2 separate regions of the Rattus norvegicus genome follow, and region 1 is linked to region 2. A link is a contact called in public Hi-C data. All regions are on one chromosome and are shown on one strand. The core of a region is the stretch at or near the end of the contact, and the rest is flanking DNA. Distances in the headings are between cores, read along the strand shown.

Region 1 (4,196 bases), core at 474-2,973, 450 kb before region 2:
GATGAAAGTGCCTGGGACCTAGGCAGATGTAGCCCTGGGTGAGCTGACTGCAGTATGTGGGTGAACCTCACAGCGTGTGCCTCACAGCTTAAGGTGCTGGCACTAGAAGACTGCCCCTGAGAAAGTGCAGCTCTCCTCAGCGGGCTGCATGCATTCCTCCCCCCACACCACTGCTGCCTGTGGAAGCCTTCATAGGCTGCAGACCTTGGCCTTGGGACATCGTGGAAGGGGCTACACAGCACTGTTCTCATGGACCGCTCTGTCTCCTGGGAGCCCAAGGGGCCTCTGTGCTCATTGTCCTCCGTGGTTGCGGGGCTGCTGGGAGACGTGGTTAGAGTTCCCAGGCTTCCACAGGGCCTCATCAGGCTGAATCCAGTCATGGAGCATTCCTGCCTGTCTGTGGGTCGCTCTACTTCTGCATCCGGTGCCAGGATAAGGTGATGCATGTGTGCGCAGACCACTGAGCAGCATTGCCCCACGGTGTGGCAGAGTGCTTTGCCCTGTCCTAATGCTGGGGCTTTCCTTGCCTGGGGTGGAGTGGGGAAAGATATGTGCACCTCACCGGGTGCCCAGGTGGATGAATGCTTGGTGACGAGGACTTGGCCATATGCAGTCAACACTGACAGCAGAGCTCCCAGAAAGGGTGGCTTCCAAGGGCCTGGGTCTTGGGCAAACCTCCACTGACTGTCCTAGTCCCTGAGATTTGGGCTTCCCGAGCATCCTCACTCGAGGATGTGAGTAAAAACCAGGTTCTGGAGCTGGAAAAATGGCTCAGTGGTTCAGAGTGTGTGCTGCTCTTGCAGAGGACCTGAGTTTGATTCTTCCAGGGATTGAACTCATCTGGCCTCTGTGGGCCTGCTCTCTCTGTCTCTGTCTCTCTCTGTCTCTGTCTCTCTCTGTCTCTCTCTGTCTCTGTCTCTCTCTGTCTCTGTCTCTCTCTGTCTCTGTCTCTCTCTGTCTCTGTCTCTCTCTGTCTCTCTCTCTGTCTCTCTCTGTCTCTGTCTCTCTCTGTCTCTGTCTCTCTCTGTCTCTCTATCTCTGTCTCTCTCTGTCTCTGTCTCTCTCTCTGTCTCTGTCTCTCTCTCTGTCTCTGTCTCTCTCTCTATCTCTGTCTCTGCCTCTGTCTGTCTGTCTGTCTCTGTCTCTGTCTGTCTCTGTCTCTGTCTGTCTCTGTCTCTCTGTCTCTGTTTCTCTCTCCCTTGCGCGCGCACACACACACACACACACACACACACACACAAAACCAATAAAAATAAATCTTTAAACTTCAGCTCCCAGCTGCTGAGTCAAAAGATGCATTCCTTGCTCAGACTTCAGCATTGCTTGCTCCAGCCTGGGGTGGTAACTCTCTGCCTCCACTGTCTGGGGGAAGGGTGGTGTGCTACGGAACCACTTGGGGGCTCCTACTGCCTAGACCTGCCACCTGCTCCTGGCACTGCCTTTATGACACACGAGTGGGCTTCCCTCCCATCCCCTTCCAGCAGGCAGCTCTTTCTGCTGCATCAAAAGCAGAGAGAATGCAGCTCTTCTCAGTGGGGTGCACACGGCCCCTCCTCCCCACTGCTGCTGCCGGTGGGGAGCCGGCAGCCTAGCAAGCCTCAGGCTTGGCACAGGGTGGATTCAGCTGCTTCGCTCTGCTCTCAGCCATGTTGTCTACCTCTCTTCTCCATTGAGCACCACCCATGACATAGGAAGGAGGCTAGAGTGGCAGGAATGACCCTGCTCGAAGCAGGGAGAGCTGAGGAGTCCTTCTCAGACCTTTCTGGCCACCCCGCTGGCTCTCAGGCGCTGCCTCCAGGCTGCTGACTCAAACCACAGGCTGCACACTGCCGCCCTTCACTTTCCTCTTCATTCTCCTCCTGAAGCCTGTGAGCCACTCCTGGGGTTCCTGTCTTTCCAAGGTTGACTCTAGGACAGGTCATTCTGAATGGGGACCTCTCTGCTGCCCAGTGTCCCATGCTCTATGTGAGCACTGGGCAGTGTCCATAGACTGCCCATGGGGTGTTAGGAGCAATCGCAGATACCGCAGTGTAGTAGTGTCCCAAGGGGGGCATTGTTCGAGAAGCAGTGCTCCAAGGAAGGAAGCAAGCAGTAAATAAGGGAAAACGGTCACTTCAGATCATGGCAATGTCTGTGCCCATGGACAGAGGGTGGTAGTCATGTGCTGCTAACTGAAGTAAAAACCTCCACTTAATATGCTTGGAGAGGACTGTGGCAGGCAGAGAGAATAGTTCGTACTAAGGTCCTGGGGGAGGTGGGATGTGTGTGTGTGTGTGTGTGTGTGTGTGTGTGTGTGTGTATTCATGTGTGCACACACCTGTGCATGTATGTATGTATGTGCATGTGCATCTGTATTTGTGCATGTGAGCATATGTGTGTATGTGCATGTGGTTGTTTGCGTGTGTGTGTGTGTGTGTGTGCGTGTGTGTGCGTGCGTGTGTGTGTGTGTGTGTGCGCGCGCATGCGCACACACTCCAGGAAGTTTGGGGAGTGCAGTTTTGAGGGTATAGAGTTATCAAAAGACAGGTCTAGTATTAGTCAGAGCAAGATGTAAAACCATGAAAGGATAGAGAAGATGAGCGTGGTCACATGTGTGTGTGTGTGTGTGTGCACAGGAGAAGATGAAGTTGGTCACATGTGTGTGTATACACATGTGTATAAGATGGTCACATGTGTGTGTGTACAGGAGATGAGGGTGGTCACATGTGTGTATGTGTGTGTGCGTGTGCGTGCGCACAGGATGGTCACATATGTGTACAGGATGGTCACATGTGTGTGTGCACAGGAGAAGATGAGTGTGGTCACGTGTGCGTCTGTACAGGAAGCTCGAGGGACCAAAAGGGCAGATGGAGGTGTGAACAGGTGTTACCTGCTGTGTGGTATCTGGGGTGAGACCGGAAGGGTGGGCCTGTCTGAATGCATGGGAAATTGGAAACCACGGAAACTGTGGCCTAGACACTTGTCACCAAAAGGACACCTTCCTTTCTGCTTCAGGTTGGGATCATGGTGCTGCTCTGACACTCTTTCCTTTACTCCTCCTCAGACGCAAACAGTGGTAAACACGCGATGCCCGGTGCAGCTAGCCAGGGGGTGGTGTCAGGGGGACAGAGGTTGTAGACATTTGGGCTCAGGCAGTTCCTGGCCTCCCAGTCCCTCCAGAGAAGAATGCTGAGAGGCGAGAGCCCGCGCTTTAGAAGGATCCAGAGGATTTGTGTACAAAGCCTCCTGGTTAAACACTGGCAAAGTTCAGAGATAACCAATAGACACAGCATCCATCTGTGGCTGCGGCTGTCGTCTCTGGCTGCCTGTCTGAGACCTCAGATCTGAACAAGTGGGGGCTGTGGAGTCTCCACACGGAAGAACGCCCTGCTGCAACAGGTGATGTGGACTCCCTGGGGCTGCTCTGGCCACTCTGCACCCAATATCTGGTGATTGCCACAGGGAAAGTCAAGAAAGGTCTCGGTGTCCGGACCGATGGAGGGACATTGTGGATGGGTACAGGGAGGTGTGTGTATGTATGGCTATGTGCCGGTGCAACTTACAAAGCAGGCACAGGTTGTACTTGGCTTGTGGGCTGTGACTGGGTGATCCTGAGCTAAGCTATGCTCTGCCCTGCTGCTTGTCAGAGCCCAGGAAGACCCTGATCTGGGGACTGAGACCAACCTGTCTGGATCTGTCACCATCCCTTCGTGCTTAGAGGTTAATGAAGGTCACATTGTGGATGTTCCTATCTCTTCCTTGGCATCCATGGTAGTCTCCTTGACCCCATGCCTCTGAAGGCCACTTCTGGTAGTCCTTGAAGGAAGAGGTCTGAGGAGAGGAGGAGAGGCAAGAGCAGAAAGCACGGGGCTCTCCCGAGCAGGCAGTTCAGTGGCTGCAGTGTGGGAGAGCTCTGGGAGTGGAGGCAGGGCACAGCCCCGAGGGTCCTGCAGGGCTCCTGACAGGGGAATGGGTGCTGCTTTATTATTCTAGCATTCCATTCCAGCTTTTCCCTGGGTCTCTGCTGACACCTGCCCCTGGCTCTCCAGGGTTCCTTGTCAGCCTGACCAGAGCAGCATGGGCAAGAGCAGGTTCAGATGCTGCCAGTACCCTTGGCGCTTAGGCCATGTCTTCCCTACTCTGAAAGTCATGTTTCAGGGCCCTTTCAGGCTCTCTGGGCAGGCTGTGGCTGGACCCCAGAACGACGTTAGGAACCA
Region 2 (4,660 bases), core at 176-2,675:
ACATCTGTAGGGAAGGGAAGGCAATGGGCAATGGGCATGGGGTTCCACCCAAGCTGCCAGGAACCAAGGGAGATAGCGTGTGTCCCCACTAATCCACTCCACTAAGGAGGAGAAGGCGCACCAGGCTCCTGATTCCTGGTGAGCAAGCTCCAGGAGACGCGGGCGCAACCAGCACCCCGCAGTTTCAGCTTCTCGGGCCGCCGGAGCGGAACGCGCCTCCCTGCCGGCTGAGTCCTCCAGCTGCGCGCAACAGCTCCTCCGGGGTTTGGCTGGGAGGCCACCCGCAGCTTGCAGCCTGTAGCTCGGGCTCAGATACCCGGCCCTGGAGGCTAGGAGAGGGAGGGCCGGGTCGGGGATCTTCCCTGGGCCAAGCTCAGAATGGCATCCGATTCTTGGGGACCGCAGCTCCGAAATGCACTTGCAGCCCGCGGGAGGCAAAAGTCGGCCGGGAAAGTTTCTGTCCCCCCGGGGCGTGTTCCCCGCGCAGGGCGATGGTCCGGTGGCCTGGAAGCAGCCGGTCGTCAGCCCTGGTTCATCGCAGAGATTACCTCGGCATGGCAGCGAGCAGGCCACCGGACCGATCGGCCACGAGAGGGGGTTCGGGCCACTCGGTCTCCGCCCAGGGTCGCTGCGGGAGCTGCCGCTGAGCCGTGCGGAGGCTCCGCAGCCAGCCGAAGTCAACCGGCAGAGCCGGCTGGGGACCGCGCAGAGACCGTGCAGAGACAGCGCGGGTGTCCAGCTCCAGTCCCTGGGCTCAGTGCCTTGCGCTCCCGCTACGCCCTTCTTCCGATACCCCTCTAAGTCGGGAAGACCTGCCAGACCCCGCTGCTACAGCCCCGCGCCCCTTAGTCGCCTCCGCCTCCCACCGCAGCCGAGCTCCGCGGCACCCACGGGACCCGGGCGAGCGCTCCGCGCAGCCGATCCGACCCCGGCAAGCGACTGGAACTCGGGATGCGCGGCTGCCGGGCGGTGGAGGCGAGTACTACACTACGGAGGGCGGCCCCGGAGCGCAGATCGGGCAACGAGATGGCACCCGGGGTCCCGCCCGCTCAGCCCCGCGGCTTCGGGCTCCGATAGCAGGCGGCTTCGCGCAGCGCCGGCGGCGGGTTGAGAAGACCGGGAGAGAGCATCTAGCCCCACGGGTTCCCAGACCGCCCGCGAACGGAGAGGCGGTAACTTACCCGGAGCGCGCCCGAGAGCCCGAGCAGAAGCAGCGGCAGCACCGAGCCCCTGGTCATCGTCCCCGCCGCGCCGCCCCGGCGCTCGCCCGGTGCCCGGCTTCCCTCGCCGCGGCGATGCTCCGCCCGCGCCCGCCCTGCTGCTCCCCGCGCTCGCCGCCCGGGCTCCGGGAGCCAGGCCAAGTGGGCCGGCGGCGCGCTCCCTCCGGCCGGTGCGTCCGCCGGCCTCGCAGCCGCCCGCGCCTCTGTTCCGCGCGCTCGGAACTGCAGGTGAAGCCGTGCGGCGGCCCCGCCGAGGCCCCGCCCCTCCGGCCCGGCCTGACGCGGGCCTTAAAGGAGCCGCTCCCGTGCCCACTCGCTCAGCCGCCTGGCCTGGTCGCAAGCTGGCCCTGTGGCCTCAGGCCCTCGGGACAACTAAAGGCTCGTTTGGGGAGAAGAATTCCAGACACTTGATTTCTAGGCGCAAAGACGGTGTGGACTGAAAAAGACTGTGGTCTCTGCCCAACAAGTTAGATGTCTTTTGTAGATTGTGGTGCGCCCTCCTTGTGATCACACTGTGATCTTAGGTCAAGTTCTTTTCAGAGCCTTCAGTGGAGAGTAGACACTTCCTTCAGCCCCGTGTCATCTAAATCTTTGGACACAGGGCTTTGCGATGGCCTCCAGCCTCCTGAGCAGCTCAGGGGTCAGAAGAGAGTGAGAGGGGAGTGGTCATTTTCCAGCTGGCCCGCTCTGGCTGACCCTTGATAGTGTGGGCCTGGCTCTGGCTACCCTCCAACGTTTGGGAGGATCCATGCCCATTCCTGTTTATGTGCCAAAATGTAGTTAGGGTCTTCTGTGAAGGAAAGGAAGAAATCAGAGGCCCCGGAAGGAAGGGACTCCAGCAGGCAGAGCTGTCAGGAGCCGTCAGCTCACTGGGCAGGCTAGCTCCATTTGCTTCGCATGGGCAATTTCCAGCCCTGACTGCAGGCATTTCTTTAGGCATCATAACGCTCCCGCGGAAAAATAAGGGCAGCTTGGACTGTGAGTGAAGGCTTCCCCATCCTTCCTTTGGCTAAGCAATGTACAGAAAAGTGGAACGAACGTTTGCTCAGATGTTTTTCAAATGTTCTTTGTCTCTCTTCTGAGGGGATCTGTGTCCAGAATACAATAGTTCTGGTTTGAGGAGAGTGAATGAAATTGCCCCAAGGTCAGAATCAGCGTGGACAGAGAGACCCCCTACCCCCCACGACATAGATGGCACCCTAGGCTGTTGGCTGGTCTACTGGCTCACACTCAAGCCATGGGAAGCCCGGTATGGGACAACCCAGGGTGCACAGTGGACTCTGTCCAGGGGTATGAGACTGGGTTTAGCTTGTACCACCAAGCATCTAAACACCAAGCCTGTGGCAGCCGGGCCCTATGCACAGCCTGTCCCGATGCTTTCCTGCCAAGGAATGAGGGACACCACTAACTTGGTGTAGCTGACTGGGTCATCTTCAGACTCTACTGTGTGGCCTTCTCTGGGGAGACAAAGAAACATTCACTCTAGATAGAGAGAGGTGCCCAGACCAAAGCAAGACTTGAGTACAGCTTGGTGAGCTTATTGGGGTGGTTTGAAGGAATATGGAGACCTGGAGGAGACAGTGACTCTGTAAACTCAGACACACTGCACAGCCAGGGGGAGATGGGAGCAAATCCTTCTGGAGAGTTCTGTTCCGTCTCCAGGGCATGTCCCTTAAAGAGATGCCTCCCTCCTGAACACTCTTCATCCTGGCCAGGTAACATCAACTCCCTGAGCCCTTCTCTCTTCTTGTATTGAGATGCCACCATGGGGGCCACTCTGTGTTCTTAGTAGGCCTAGGCTTAAGGCAACAGGTAGTCACCTGGAAGAACCCCTCATCTCTCCAGCTTAGTTCTAGGAAGGCAATTATGTCATCTTGAGGGGCAAGCCATGACTCTGAGGAAGCAGGAGGGTCCTTGGCACATCTCACGGTTGCCTGTAGGTAAGTATCAGAGAGGCCCTCCAGGCATCCACTGTGACTTCCTGACTGAGCTTACCATCCTAGCATTAACCAGCCTTACTGTGAGTGCAGGAGCATTGAATAAGTTAATCTGCCCCAGGTGTGCAGCTGTAAGGTTCCCCGTTATACAGACAGGCAGAGGGAAGCCTAGAGACTTCACACACCAAAACCTGGCTACCAGCATTAGCACACAGACTCCGGGACTCCTGGCATGGGCAGTGTTCCCCAAACTTACTTACTCAAGGAGTCGGCTTAGGCATCTTACAGGAATCCATGCCTTCCAGAACATGGCTCGGAAGCGTTGCAGTAACCCATGCGAGTCCAGCAGAGAGCATTGCTTTGTCAGGCTTGTTCTGAATGAAGCCAAGAGGGCGTTCTGAGACAGGCAAACACAAAGCTGCTCTTCCCAGGGACAGCCTAGGCTGTCTCCTGTAATCTGGACGCATGACCAAGGGAGCGTGGTTAAAAATGTGAGTTCTTGGGCCCCTCACCCATTATTCCTTACTGAAATCCATAGGATAACACACACACACACACACACACACACACACACACACACACACACACATACACGTGCACACACACTCATACAAACACTCACAAATACGAACTCCCCACAATCAACTCTCTCTCTCTCTCTCTCTCTCTCACACACACACACACACACACACACACACACACACACACACGCACAACCTTCCTACATTCACACGTGTTCACACACACTCATACATTCACACAAACTCACACACACTCACACACATTCTCTCTCACACATATTCACATGCAGGAACCCTCTACACTCACACATGCTCACACACACACACTCACACACTCACTGCCACTCTGCAAGTTCTCCTTCTCAGGAGGAAATATGCACATCCCTAGTGAAAATGCAGATTCTCCAAGCTCTGTCTGAAGCAAACAACTCTGCCTTTTCCTTCCCTCCCTCCCTCCTTTCTTCCTTCCCTCCCTCCCTCCTTTCTTCCTTTCCTCCCTCCCTCCCTCCTTCCCTCTCTCCCTCCCTCCTTTCCTTTTCTATTTTAAGGCCCATGTTGGCTTCAACCTGACAGCAATCCTCATGCCTCAGCCTCCTAGGTGTGAGGCTTATAGGGTTGACCCAATATTACCTTTTCCTTAAGCTCTTCGCTGTCTTTTAATGCCCATACTAAAATCTATAGAAAAAACTCTTTTCATTTATTTATTTATCTATTTATTTACTTATTTATCTGTTCACTTTACATCCCAATCACAGCCCCTCCCTCCTCTCTTCCTACCTTCCTCCCTTCTCCCACTCTTCCTCCCCTTCTCCTGAAATAAGGGGCAGGTCCCTCCTGGGTACAACCTGCCCTGGAGCACCAAGTCTCATCAGGACTAAGCCCATCCTCTCCCACTGAGGTCGGACAGCCTGGCTACAGCAAAGGGACCCACAGGCAGGCAACAGAGTCCAAGTCAGAGGCACCCCCTGCTCCAGTTGTTGGG

Evidence for each region. Hi-C and Micro-C count contacts between places; a contact is called where the count stands out from the background.
Region 1: a contact with region 2 is called in a Hi-C map of frontal cortex, with 4 times the contacts expected there. The contact joins the enhancer-like site here to the promoter of Cdh4 in region 2. A contact is called at or near these places in 2 of 12 Hi-C or Micro-C datasets (frontal cortex and prefrontal cortex).

The regions. Positions count from the first base shown.
Region 1 is chr3:187,348,553-187,352,748 of GRCr8, reverse strand. The region is part of intron 7 of Cdh4 (cadherin 4); the gene reads right to left. Among named protein-coding and RNA genes, the nearest start is that of Taf4, 110 kb to the left of the region's middle. Within about 2 kb of position 1,723, at least 14 of the 93 cell types and tissues checked have an H3K27ac peak or open chromatin away from gene starts, as enhancers often do.
Region 2 is chr3:186,899,528-186,904,187 of GRCr8, reverse strand. It overlaps Cdh4 (cadherin 4), which reads right to left and starts at 1,425. Exons shown (of 16, transcript NM_001419540.1): 1 at 1,182-1,425. The coding sequence starts at 1,238.